4 separate regions of the Pan troglodytes genome follow, and regions 1, 3 and 4 are each linked to region 2. Evidence: chromatin contacts called from public Hi-C and HiChIP or PLAC-seq data. All regions are on one chromosome and are shown on one strand. The core of a region is the stretch at or near the end of the contact, and the rest is flanking DNA. Distances in the headings are between cores, read along the strand shown.

Region 1 (2,700 bases), core at 108-2,607, 240 kb after region 2:
TTGCTGTGGCCTTGCCACACCCTTCACTCTGTACCCTTCCTCTCAATCTCAGGGGCACCCCAGCCCCTCTTGGTTCTTTCTCCTCAAAGGGAGCTCTCCAAGATCTGTCTACTGCGCCCACCCCCAGCTCCAACCCATCTGGGAGTCACATGCTGAGGAGGCTGGGCCAGAGGGAGGGACCTTGTCTAGGCTATCGCATGGTGCACCCAGGCTTGGCTGCCCAAAACTCTGGGTGCTGGAGCTGTGGCATTCACTTCTCGCTAACCCCCAGGCTCTCTCACCTGTGCTCCTGTCTTTGGGGAGCTGCCCGGTCTCCAGGAAGAGCCAGAGGTTGTTGCATTTCTCCGACTCCACTCTCGTCACCCCGTAGCTGACCACAGAGCCTGCAACTGTGGAGCAGGAAATGGAAGAGGGCTGGGGCCTCTGTGCTTCCCAGGCTAAGAGAACCGGGCACAGGCTACTTCCTGACAGACGTGGTGGGTGGGCTCAGGTGGGGCTCCCGCCGAGACCTGGGGCTCCACGTCAGAGTCAGGGACGCAGAACCACAGCCCCAACCCTAGCAGAAACCCACCCCTCAAAGAGCCCAGGCAGGGGCCCTGGAGTACCCACCCACGGCCACTAGGAGGCTCCACTGCAAAGGGTATGGAAACTTCCTCTGAATGAACATCTGCAAGCCAAAGGCCATGCCAGTGCCTGCAAAGAGCCGAGGTCCCCATCAACCTGTACCCGGGGATGGCCAGGGCCCACCTTGCCAGGCCCCCAGCACCTGCGGGCAGGTGACTTGGCGCCCCCTGCTGGGGAGCCAGGGCAGGGCAGGAGGGTGCGTTCTCTCCCAGCCGCAGGACACCTGGACGCAGCCTACCTGTGATGAAGGTGAAAACGCCCTTCATGAAGGCGTGTGACTGGCATGCGGCATACTCCCCGAGTCCCTGGGGTGGCAGAGGCGGGTGAAGGCTCGATCCCCTGCCCTCTTCCTTCACCGCCTCTCCTGTCCCTCCTCTGGGCACACCCTGGCTGTGGAGGAGTGAGACCCTGGGCACTTGGACACGTCCCACCTCCCCGATGCCAACCCGGACGCCCTGAGCCCCTTAGCAAGAGAGTGCCCCCAGCCTCCGCCACTCTTCCCTGACGAAGGCACCCCCACGCCCCAGCCCCCCGTCTCGCTCAGGTCAGCTTGTGGGGTCTGAGGCCCGCGTCCCAGACCGGCCTTCTCACCGGGTGCTTGGCAGCCACGGCGTCGTCCACCCGGGACAGACCCAAATTCACCATGGTTGGCAGGGCTCGGGGAGCGGGCCTGCGCAGGCGCAGGCGGAAGGGCGGGGCGGGAACCTGGGGGTGTGGCCTAGAGGACAGGCCTGCGCAGTTGCGGGCGGAGGAGTGGGGCCCGGATCTGGGGGCGAGGCCTAGGGACGGGCGCGCGCTGGAACAGGCGGAGGGGGCGGGGCCTAGGAGACGGGGCCTGAGGGCGGGGCCTGAGGGACGGGACTTTGGAGACGCGACCTGGGGGCGGGGCCTGAGAGACAGGACCGGGGAGCGGGCCTGCGCAGGCGGAGGTGTCGGGTTCTAAGAGGCGGGGCCTGCCAGGTGCAGGCGGAGGGGCCAGGGCCTTGGATTGGGGGCGGAGCATGGATCGAGCCTGCTAGAGCGCAGGGGAGAGGGGTGGGGCCTGGGGCCTGGCCACGCCTCTAGGAGCTTGGGCCCTGTGACCTCCGGCGACGACTGGGCGGGGCGAAGGCGGGCACCGGGCGGGGCGTGGCTGAGAGCGTGCGCTCCTCCCCCCGGCCGGGCCTCATTCCCACACTTGCAGAGGCCTAATGATTGTCAAGAGTTATTTTGCTTGAGGACTACAATCAGGGATTGAATTTCTCATAAGCCACCACGGAGTGGGGATGTATAAAATTACTGTTTAGCAAAGTGGTTCTGTAACCAGCAGCTTAGTAGCTGAGCCTCAAACTCCTTTTGTTTTGCATGACAAAGAGTCTTTACTTTTAAATAATTATCGATACACCAAGTAATAACATGCACAAGTTCTTGAATTCTATCATCTAGTAATTTTGATTAAGAGAAACTAAAATCAGCCCAAACAATTCCACTAGTATTCACTGGTGTAACCATTAGCAAGAACGGACGACTTCAAGTCAGGCTGCTGCTTCACACAGGTTACAAATAACTATTTACTACTTTTTCATCGATAAAGTCCTTGATCTTCAAGAAAGTGCTAGGGGAAAAAATTAACCCCTTCCTTTCTTCAAAGAATTATTATGTGGTTTTTTTTTTAACTAGATCAAAGAAAGAAAAAGTCAACACTGATACACGTGTTGCTTGAGCCAAAAGGCATGGGAAAAAAGACAACATATAACCATTAAATTCCTAAGAAATATGAGGTAAAAAGATGAAATCTTGGCCAGGCGCGGTGGCTTACGCCTGTAATCCCAGCACTTTGGGAGGCCGAGGCGGGTGGATCACAAGGTCAGGAGTTAAATACTAGCCTGGCCAAGATGGTGAAACCCCGTCTCTACTAAAAATACGAAAATTAGCCGGGCGTGGTGGCAGGTGCCTATAATCCCAGGTACTGGGGAGGCTGAGGCAGGAGAATCACTTGAACCTGGGAGGCGGAGGTTGCAGGGAGCCAAGATCGTGCCACTGCACTCCAACCTGGGCGACAGAGTGAGACTCTGTTTCAAAAAAAAAAAAAAAAAA
Region 2 (2,700 bases), core at 15-2,514:
AGCCTGGTTTGTGGGGGCCAAACCTGGGACCCCGAGCTTCCTCGGTAGCAGAGGCCCTGTGGTCCCCGAGACACAGGCACGGGTCCCTGCCACGTCCATACTTCTGAGGTCCCTGTGTGTAGGCTGGGGCGGGGCCCAGGAGACCACGGGGAGCAAACCAGCTTGTTCTGGGCTCAGGGAGGGAGGGTGGTGGACAATAAACGTCTGAGCAGTGCCTCGTGGGTCTGGCCCGTGTCTCATGGGTCACCTCCGTGCAGGGCCACAGAGCCTGCGTCTGCCCTCCCCTGACATGTCGCCCCCACGGCCATGGGGCTGCTTGTTCCCCACGGGGGGTCCTGTCGCCTGACTTCGGGGCCTTTGCTCACCCTCCGCCTGAGAGCCCTCCCTGTGCCGGGCTGCCCACTGGCTACCCCAGTTCCTACAGCCTCCACCAGACGGCCCCTTATCAGAGAGCCTTCTGTGTCCCCCAAAAGGCCAAGGCGATGAGCCCAGGAGTTCGAGACCAGCCTGGGCAGTGTAGTGAAATCTCATCTCTACCAAAAACACAAGAATTAGCAGTGCGTGGTGGCTCACGCTTGTGGTCTCAGCTACTTGGGATACTGAGGTGAGAGGATGGCTTGAGCCCAGGAGGTTGAAGCTTCAGTGAGCCGTGATCACACCACGGCACTCCAGCCTGGGCAACAGAATGAGACCCTGTCTCAAAACAAAAACCAAAACAGGCCAAGGTTGGGGAAGAGTAGGGAACGGACGTCAGAGGCCTGGCCAGGCTGAAAGCGCCCATCTCCCAGGCCCGCAGGCTGGAGGGTGTCTGGGGTGACAGGGTCTGACCTGTGCCTTGTAGCTCCCTCTGGTGGCCAGTGCTGGGGAGGCACTGGGGATGCAGCTGCAGCCAGGGAGCCCCTGTAGTGGACGGTGGAGAGTGGGGCGAGGAGGAGAGAGGCCAACCCACGGGTGGTGCTGACCAGGGCCCCAACAGGCTAAGCCGCCGGGGCTGGGGCACAGGGCTTGTCCCTACCCCAGGTAGGGGTGGGCAGGTTGAGGGCAGGAAGCCCCCCTCACCCATGGCTGTGGCTTGTGGGAAAGACCTGCTGGTAGCTTCCTGCCCTGACCCAGCCCTGTGGACTGAGCAGAGAAAAGCAAGTGCCTTGAGGCTGCGGGCTGGGGTGGGAAGCTGATCCCTCACTCACTAGCCCAGGGTCACCTTCCTGCTGCAAAGGAGCTGGGAGGAGTGGGGAGCTGTGGCCTCGGAGGTCTTCATTCACTTGAGGATGCGCCTTCTATGTGCGCCCTGACACTGGACACCACACAGCCCTACTCCACCCCATTCACAGCTGGGGAAACTGAGTCTGGAAAGCGCCGTCAGAGCCACCCATGGGGTCAGCCTGTCCTCTGTCGCTCTCTACAGGCCACGCGGAGGAACTGCCCCACCTCCCGGGGCGCCCCAGCAGGTGCCAAGCCGCAGCCGCAGAACCGCCTGATCCCGAACTCCCTGTGCAGAGACCAGACTCGCCCGAATACGGGGAGAAAAATGAGCCGCGTGCAGCAGGGGCCGCCTCGGTCCCCTGCCTGCTCCGCCCACGGCGAGCGTTCCTGGGGCCTCGGGTTTCCCCCCTTCCGCTGGCTGCTCGGAATCGCGGGACGGACCCACCTGGCCGCCCTGCCTCCCTTCCAGGTGGGCACCACCTGGACTCCAAGTGCTGGTTTACAAAGCACACAGGAGACCCTTACGGGGGTGAGCTGGCCCCTCGCCAGCGTCCGCTCGGCGCGCCCCGGGGACAGTGAAGGCTTGGGGCGCCTCTGCAGAGTCGCCAGCGCGGTGGGCGCAGCCGGATGCCTCTGGGAGAAGAGCGCAGCGCCCGAGGGTCCCCCGGCCTACGAAGGCTAAGCCGGGGTCTCGGATTCGATGTGGGCGCGTCGCGTGACGCCCGGCGAGGGGCGGCCCGGAGGCTTCCCGGCGGCGGCGCGCGCAGGGTCTCGGGCCCGGGTCGGTCCCGGGCGCGGCGCGGGCGGCGGGCGCCTCCTGGCGGGCGCGGACGGAGCGCGGCGCCTTTAAGCGGGGGCGGGCGGGGCGCGGGCAGAGTCGCTGTCGCCGCGGCCGCCGGGGCGGAGCCAGCGCGGATCGGGTCCCGGACGCCCGAGCGCCCCGCCCCCGCGCGGGCGATGCCCAGCGGCGCGGCGGGCTGCGGGGCCCGGCGGGGCGCGCAGAGGAGCGGGCCGCGGCGCTGAGGCGGCGGAGCGTGGCCCCGCCATGGGCTTCCTGCACCAGCTGCAGCTGCTGCTCTGGAAGAACGTGACGCTCAAACGCCGGAGCCCGGTGAGCCCACCCCACGCACCCGCCCTCAGCCCGAGGCCGCGCGCACCGCGGCCAGAGGCGCGCTCCCCGCGCGCACGTGCGGACGGCCGGGCGCGCGCAGACCCCGGCGGGCGCTGGGGGCGGCGCGGGCCCGAGCCCCCTCCCCGCCGGGCCCTGCCCTCGCCTGCCGGCGCTGCGGCCTCCGGGGAGGTGGCTCGGTCGTGTCCAGTCCGGTCCCGCGTCCGCTGACATCGCGGTGCTCGGCTGAGTCACGGCACCCGCGCCCTCTGCAGCGCGCTCTCTGGGGCCGCTGTGGGCGGGGGGCAAGCGGCGCTCAGGACTCTGGCTCGAGGGAGGCCCTGGTTCCCAGGACAGAAGGCAGGCCTGGGGGGCTCCATTCAGCTGCG
Region 3 (2,700 bases), core at 124-2,623, 170 kb after region 2:
GCAGAGGCGGGAGGATCACGTGAGCTCAGGAGTTCCAGACTGACAAGCCAGGGTGGCACGGAGACCCCATCTCTACCCCACAAAATACAAAAATTAGCCAGGCGTGGGGGCCGCGCCTATAGTCCCATCGCTTGAGCGCAGGACGTCGAGGCTGCAGTGAGCTGAGATCTCAATGTTGTGCTCCAGCGTGGGCCACAGAGTGAGACCCTGTCTATAAAAATAAAAATCCTAAAAAAGTTGTTCAATAATAATGTATAATGACCTTTCTCATTATACAAAACGGCTGGAAAATAGGGTATTACAGAATTATTGTCATATAACATATATACTTTATACATTACAGAAAATAAACATCATGCAAAACCATTCATTTTTGCAACCGATGTTTTCACAGTTTTCCATTCTTTTTCTTTTTCTTTTTTTTTGAAACGCAGTTTCATTCTTGTTGCCCAGGCTGGAGTGCAACAGCGCGATCTCGGCTCACCGCAACCTCCGCCTCCCGGGTTCAACTGATTCTTCTGCCTCAGCCTCCCCGAGTAGCTGAGATTACAGGTGCCCGCCACCACGTCCGGCTAATTTTGTGTTTTTAGTAGAGACGGGGTTTCTCCATGTTGGTCAGGCTGGTCTCGAACTCCCGACCTCAGGTGATACGCCCGCCTCGGCCTCCCAAAGTTCTGGGACTACAGGCGTGAACCACCGTGCCCGGCCTGCGTTCTTTTTCTTAAAGAGTCCCACCTGCGGATCACGAGATCAGGAGATGGAGACCATCCTGGCCCGTCTCTACTAAAAATAAAATAAAATAAATAAATTAGCCGGGCGTGGTGGCTGACGCCTGTAGTCCCAGGTACTCGGGAGGCTGAGGCAGGAGAATGGCATGAACCCGGGAGACGGAGTGAGCCGAGATCGCGCCACGGCACCCAGCCTGGGCGACAGAGCAAGACTCCATCTCAAAAAATAAAAGTTAAAAAAAAAAAAAAAGTGTCCCACCCCACGCTGCGTTTCGGGCCCCACGGCCCTGGTCCTCGAGCGCAGGTCCCAGCCGCGCAGGCGGCAAAACAAAGGGGGGCGGCCGCACGGCTAGAGCGGAGACCCCGCGCCCCCTCCGCCCGCGTGGCCCGGCCGGGGTGCGGGGCCCGGGGAGGCGCGGGGGCTGCGCGTCGGGGCGCAGCCGCCGCCCTCGTGTGCTCGGAAGCCGCGGGGCCCGGGCTCCGGGGTCCTCCCGACCTGCACCCCCAGCGGCTATCGCGCCTCGCCAGGCCAGGCCAGGCCCCGACGTCGCCCTCCCCACGTCGCCGGCGCCCGGCCACGGCGTCCCTCAGACGAGCCGAACGCCGAATGGCCCCGAGCACGGGAAGTGCCCGCCCCCCGCGTGCAGCCAGCCAATGGGACGCCGGAAGCGGGGAGGTGCCGAGGGGACGTAGCGTCGCCGCGCCAGGTCTCTAGCAGCTGCCGCTGAGCCGCCGGACGGACGCTCGTCTTCGCCCGCCATGGCCGAGAGCGACTGGGACACGGTGACGGTGCTGCGCAAGAAGGGCCCTACGGCCGCCCAGGCCAAATCCAAGCAGGTGCTTTGCTGACTGAGGAGCGGCCGGGCCGGGCGGGGCGGACGCTGGGCCGGGGCCACGGACCGTGGGGCAAGGGGCTCGGGGAAGGGCAGGCGGGGCCTGGGACAGGGCGCAGGGGACGGGGACAAGGCTGGGGTGCCGGGGGCAGGACGGGGTTCGAGGGGCGGGGCGAATCGCAGGGGTAGGAGGACCGGGCCAGGACAGGGGTGGGAAGGTGGGGGGCGGACCCAGGTGGGGATGGGCGGATCGAGGAGGCAGGGGGCGGGCGACTGGAGGAGGAGAGGAGCAGGGAACCGGACGGGGCAAGGGGCAGGCGATAGGGCCGGGACCAGTGCCAGGGTGGGGCGGGGAGGGGATAGGGGCAGGGACTGTTGGTGGGGACAGGTGTGAGGACAGAGGCAGGAGGTGGGGACGGGGACGGGGACAAGGCTGGGGGCCTTGTGTGAGGATAGGGGACAGAGAACCAGGGTGGGCACTGGGAACGGGGGCAGGGATGGAGATGGGGACAGGGCTTGGAAGAACAGGGTAGAGTGGGGTACAGGGCTTAGGACAGGGGTGGGGACTGGGGCAAGCTGCAGGAACCAGCGATGAGGGTGGGGAATTGGGGTTGGGATAGGGCTGGGGGCCATTGGACAGCAGTTGAGGGCCTGGGGCGGGAGACTGGGTGACGGGGCAGAGGTTAGTGACCTGAGTGGGAGCTGGGGACAGGGGGTAGGCTCCTCCCTGAGAATTTTCTCTCTGCCTGGGACCTGCTTGGTTCTACTGGTCTCCGCTGGTCAGATACTGCCCAGGGAGCCTGCCTGGGTGCATCACAGGCTGTAGAGAGTGCCTGCTTCAGGGGACCCCATGAGCAGGTGGACCCTGTTGCACAGGTGGAAGATGGGCGTGCCCTGAACAGTACTTGTGGAAGGAGATTACCAATGTGGCTGATGGATCCGAGGGTCAGTTGTGAGTCTGATGTAATAGGGAGGACAGTTTAGTCACCGCCTCTGCCTCATTCGTACCCTCAGGTGGCCTAGGGCTGAAGCCTTTGAGGCCAGTTGGGCCAGGATGCGCTGGGGCTCTGGTGACAGGGATTCATTGGTCTGCCCTACCCTTACTGGTTGCACAGTCAAAACCAAATTCACTCTCCTTT
Region 4 (2,700 bases), core at 4-2,503, 230 kb after region 2:
CAAAAAACTGGATAGGCGTAGCGTCCTAAAACCTCATAGAAACATACGGAAATGGCTAAGAGGGAAGCAATGTCAAAACAGGGAACCACATAAAAGCTTTCAAAAACTACTGGGAAAGAGCCCGCAAGATAGAAAAACTCATAAGAGGTCGAGGACAATTTACACAATTTGTAACAAAGGAATGGAGCGTCTCAGGCACTCAGGAGTCCGTAAATGACTCCTCCTTCCTACGAGAAATGGGATGTCTCCTACAGTCGCAAGTCAGCCCGTGCCTTCTGGAGCTTTTCTAGATACGTCTCTTACAAACGCTTCTTAAAAAAAAAAGGCGAGAATGTGTGGCGTAGCTAATATTCTGTCTTCAAACTCAGTAGGAAGTCAACAAAGAAAAATCCCGCTGAAAGCGCCAAGGCCGGCTGGGTTCCCCGCACCTCCTGCAGGTGAGTGGTGCCCGGGGCTGGGCACCGTGGAGCGTCGGGGGCGCGGCGCCCCGGGCCGGCGGGCCCTGCTTGGCATTATGTAATCACCCCCGGGCCGGGCAGCCGGGCCAACCCCGCCGCCGCCGACCCGCTCCACTGCACAGCGCGGCGGGAGCGACACGCGGCAGGCGAGTGCGGCTGGGAAACGACCCGCGGCTCGGGGGCCGCGAGGACCCGGTCCTGGCCTGGCCTGGCCTCTCCTCGCGTCCCCTGGCCCGCGCCCCCGCTCCCGGAGCGCCCGGCGGGCCCAGCGCACCCCACAACCGGCAAGCAGGCGAGACCGACACCCACCACCGCGCGGCGCCCTGGGCCTGGGCTCGGAGACCCGCGCGGCGCTCCCGCGCCCCCCCGGCCCGCCGCACTCACTGTTGTACTGCACCCCCTTGGCGAAGCGCCTCTGCAACGCCTGGTTCATGGACTGCAGCCCGGCGGGGATGTTCTTGTCCCGGCCCGGGGCCTGGTCCGACCCCACCAGCTTCTTCAGGGCGGAAAACATCTTCCCGCTCGGACGTCCCAGCCCGGGCGCGGCCGGCGAGCTCAGCGGCGGCGGGGAAGGGGTGCGACTGGCACCATGTCCCGGCGGCCCCGGCCCCCCCGGAGGCCGGAGCCGGCGCGGCCAGAGGCCGGGGTCCCGGCGGCGGAGCGCAGCCCCGAGCGACGACTCGGGAACCTCAGCCGCGGCTGCTCCGATCCGGCCCCCGCGGCCTCCGGCGCGGCCGCTCTCCAGGCGTCAGCGCCGCCATCTTGGCGCCGGCTCGGCGGGACGGGAGGGGCGCGCGGCTACGGGGCGCCGCGAGGGCCGCGGCGCGCGCGGTCGGCGCATGCGCACGCGGTTCTGGCGCGCAGTTCCCGGCCCGGGCTACCTCCTTACGCAGAACCTCCCCCGATCCTGCGTGTCCCGTGCTGCTCTCCGAGACCCCGGTCGCCCCAGCGTCCGCAGCAGTCCTGGAAAAATGTTTATTTGTGTAGCAAAGCAGGGAGCGGGGCGGCGGGGCTACTTCTTCTTTTTCTTGGCCGCCTTGAGCTTCCCCTCGATTAGCCGCTGCGCCTGCCTCTTGATCTCGGCGCGCGAAGGGACGTAGCTGTGGTCCATGTCGGCGAACTGGAAGGTGTCTGCGGGCGGAGGCGGCGGCTCGCACACGGGGCTACCCCACCTAGGCGCAGCCGCCCGACCCGCTTCTCGCCCCCGCCCTCCACCGACCCGGGCCAGGTGCCTTGCCCCAGGGACAGCCCCAGCGTGCCGGGAGGACTCAGCCCAGCCCATTCGCAGCGGCTCACGCTGCCCTGCCTAGCCTTTCCCGCAGAACCCCCAGTGGAAGCTCCGGCCCAGGCCTTCCCCGCGCTCCTCCCTGCTCCAGCCCTGGTGCCTCTCCTCCGGGCCTGTCTGGCATGGCATGCCTCCTCCTTTCGGAGAAATTAACAAGGTATTTCAGTGGCTTTAGCCTCCCCATGGCATCACTAAGTCACCTCCATCAATTAAAGTCCTGCAGGTACAACTGATGCATCCTGTAGCCCCGCTGTCCCTCCAGGATGTCCCGGTGGGATGGGAGCCGGCGCCACCCCGACCTCTGTTCCAGCCACCCGCCTGCAGCCCGGGCCCCAGTTCCGGGGCCTGTACCGATCATATCCTCCTCCCGGTCCTCAAAGCTGATCCTAGTGTTGTACTTCTCCATCAGAGTCGAGGACTCCAGGGTGTCCCTCACCTTTGTGTCGCCCTGCAGGGCAAAGCCCCCTTCAGCCGTGCAGACACTCTGAACGGGAGCCTGTCAGCTTTGAGGGGACGTGGGCTGTGCAGGTTCCTCCCAGCCCGGGGCTACCTCCTCGGTCCTGGACACCATCTGCACTCTGTCAGCCAGGTACGTGAGCTTCCCCTCGCAGTACGCCAGCTTGCTGTTCAAATCGAGGGTGTCGGAGAGCACCACTTCTCTCTGTAGGCCGGGAGGAGGGTCTCATCTCCCCTCTGGCCCTGCCCAGGGACCTGGTGTGTGGCAGCTCAGCCTCACTCCTGGTACCTGGGTCGCAGGCAAGGTGATGCCCATCAGCCGGACATAGAGGTTGTCGATGCCCATCTGGATGGTCAGCAGCAGCTCCTGGCCCTTGGTCATGTTGCTGTGCGCCAGCTGGAGCCTCTCTTCTTCCTCTTTTAGCATGTCTGTCATCTTCTTCTCAACGGACTTGAAGCTGCAGAAGGCAATAGGGACACAGCAGTGAGGGGCACAGCCCC

Evidence for each region. Hi-C and Micro-C count contacts between places; a contact is called where the count stands out from the background. HiChIP or PLAC-seq counts read pairs in DNA pulled down with a chosen protein or histone mark.
Region 1: a Hi-C map of stem cell-derived neural progenitor cells shows a contact between it and region 2, with 3 times the contacts expected there. The contact joins the promoter of TMEM141 here to the promoter of ABCA2 in region 2. A contact is called at or near these places in 3 of 7 Hi-C or Micro-C datasets (blood, induced pluripotent stem cells and stem cell-derived neural progenitor cells), 1 of 1 datasets of contacts at active chromatin or transcription factors (stem cell-derived excitatory neurons) and 1 of 1 other capture datasets (stem cell-derived neural stem cells).
Region 3: an H3K4me3 HiChIP or PLAC-seq map of stem cell-derived excitatory neurons shows a contact between it and region 2, with 2.3 times the contacts expected there. The contact joins the promoter of EDF1 here to the promoter of ABCA2 in region 2. A contact is called at or near these places in 1 of 7 Hi-C or Micro-C datasets (induced pluripotent stem cells) and 1 of 1 datasets of contacts at active chromatin or transcription factors (stem cell-derived excitatory neurons).
Region 4: a contact with region 2 is called in an H3K4me3 HiChIP or PLAC-seq map of stem cell-derived excitatory neurons, with 2.8 times the contacts expected there. The contact joins the promoter of RABL6 here to the promoter of ABCA2 in region 2.

Annotation. Positions count from the first base shown.
Region 1 is chr11:1,664,984-1,667,683 of NHGRI_mPanTro3-v2.0_pri, forward strand. TMEM141 (transmembrane protein 141) reads right to left here and starts at 1,358. Exons shown (of 5, transcript XM_001162853.7): 1 at 1,216-1,358; 2 at 863-929; 3 at 610-693; 4 at 282-389. The coding sequence starts at 1,269.
Region 2 is chr11:1,422,575-1,425,274 of NHGRI_mPanTro3-v2.0_pri, forward strand. It overlaps ABCA2 (ATP binding cassette subfamily A member 2), which reads left to right and starts at 1,265. Exons shown (of 48, transcript XM_016962210.3): 1 at 1,265-1,672. The coding sequence starts at 1,280. FUT7 (fucosyltransferase 7) reads left to right here. Exons shown (of 2, transcript XM_016962214.4): 2 at 1-214.
Region 3 is chr11:1,591,026-1,593,725 of NHGRI_mPanTro3-v2.0_pri, forward strand. It overlaps EDF1 (endothelial differentiation related factor 1), which reads left to right and starts at 1,374. Exons shown (of 5, transcript XM_016962184.4): 1 at 1,374-1,565. The coding sequence starts at 1,488.
Region 4 is chr11:1,648,789-1,651,488 of NHGRI_mPanTro3-v2.0_pri, forward strand. RABL6 (RAB, member RAS oncogene family like 6) reads right to left here and starts at 1,254. Exons shown (of 15, transcript XM_016962178.3): 1 at 843-1,254. The coding sequence starts at 972. CCDC183 (coiled-coil domain containing 183) reads right to left here. Exons shown (of 14, transcript XR_010148528.1): 11 at 2,489-2,657; 12 at 2,294-2,366; 13 at 2,095-2,191; 14 at 1,420-1,589. LOC107976827 (a long non-coding RNA gene) reads left to right here and starts at 1,589. Exons shown (of 3, transcript XR_001721107.3): 1 at 1,589-1,900; 2 at 2,198-2,332; 3 at 2,624-2,700.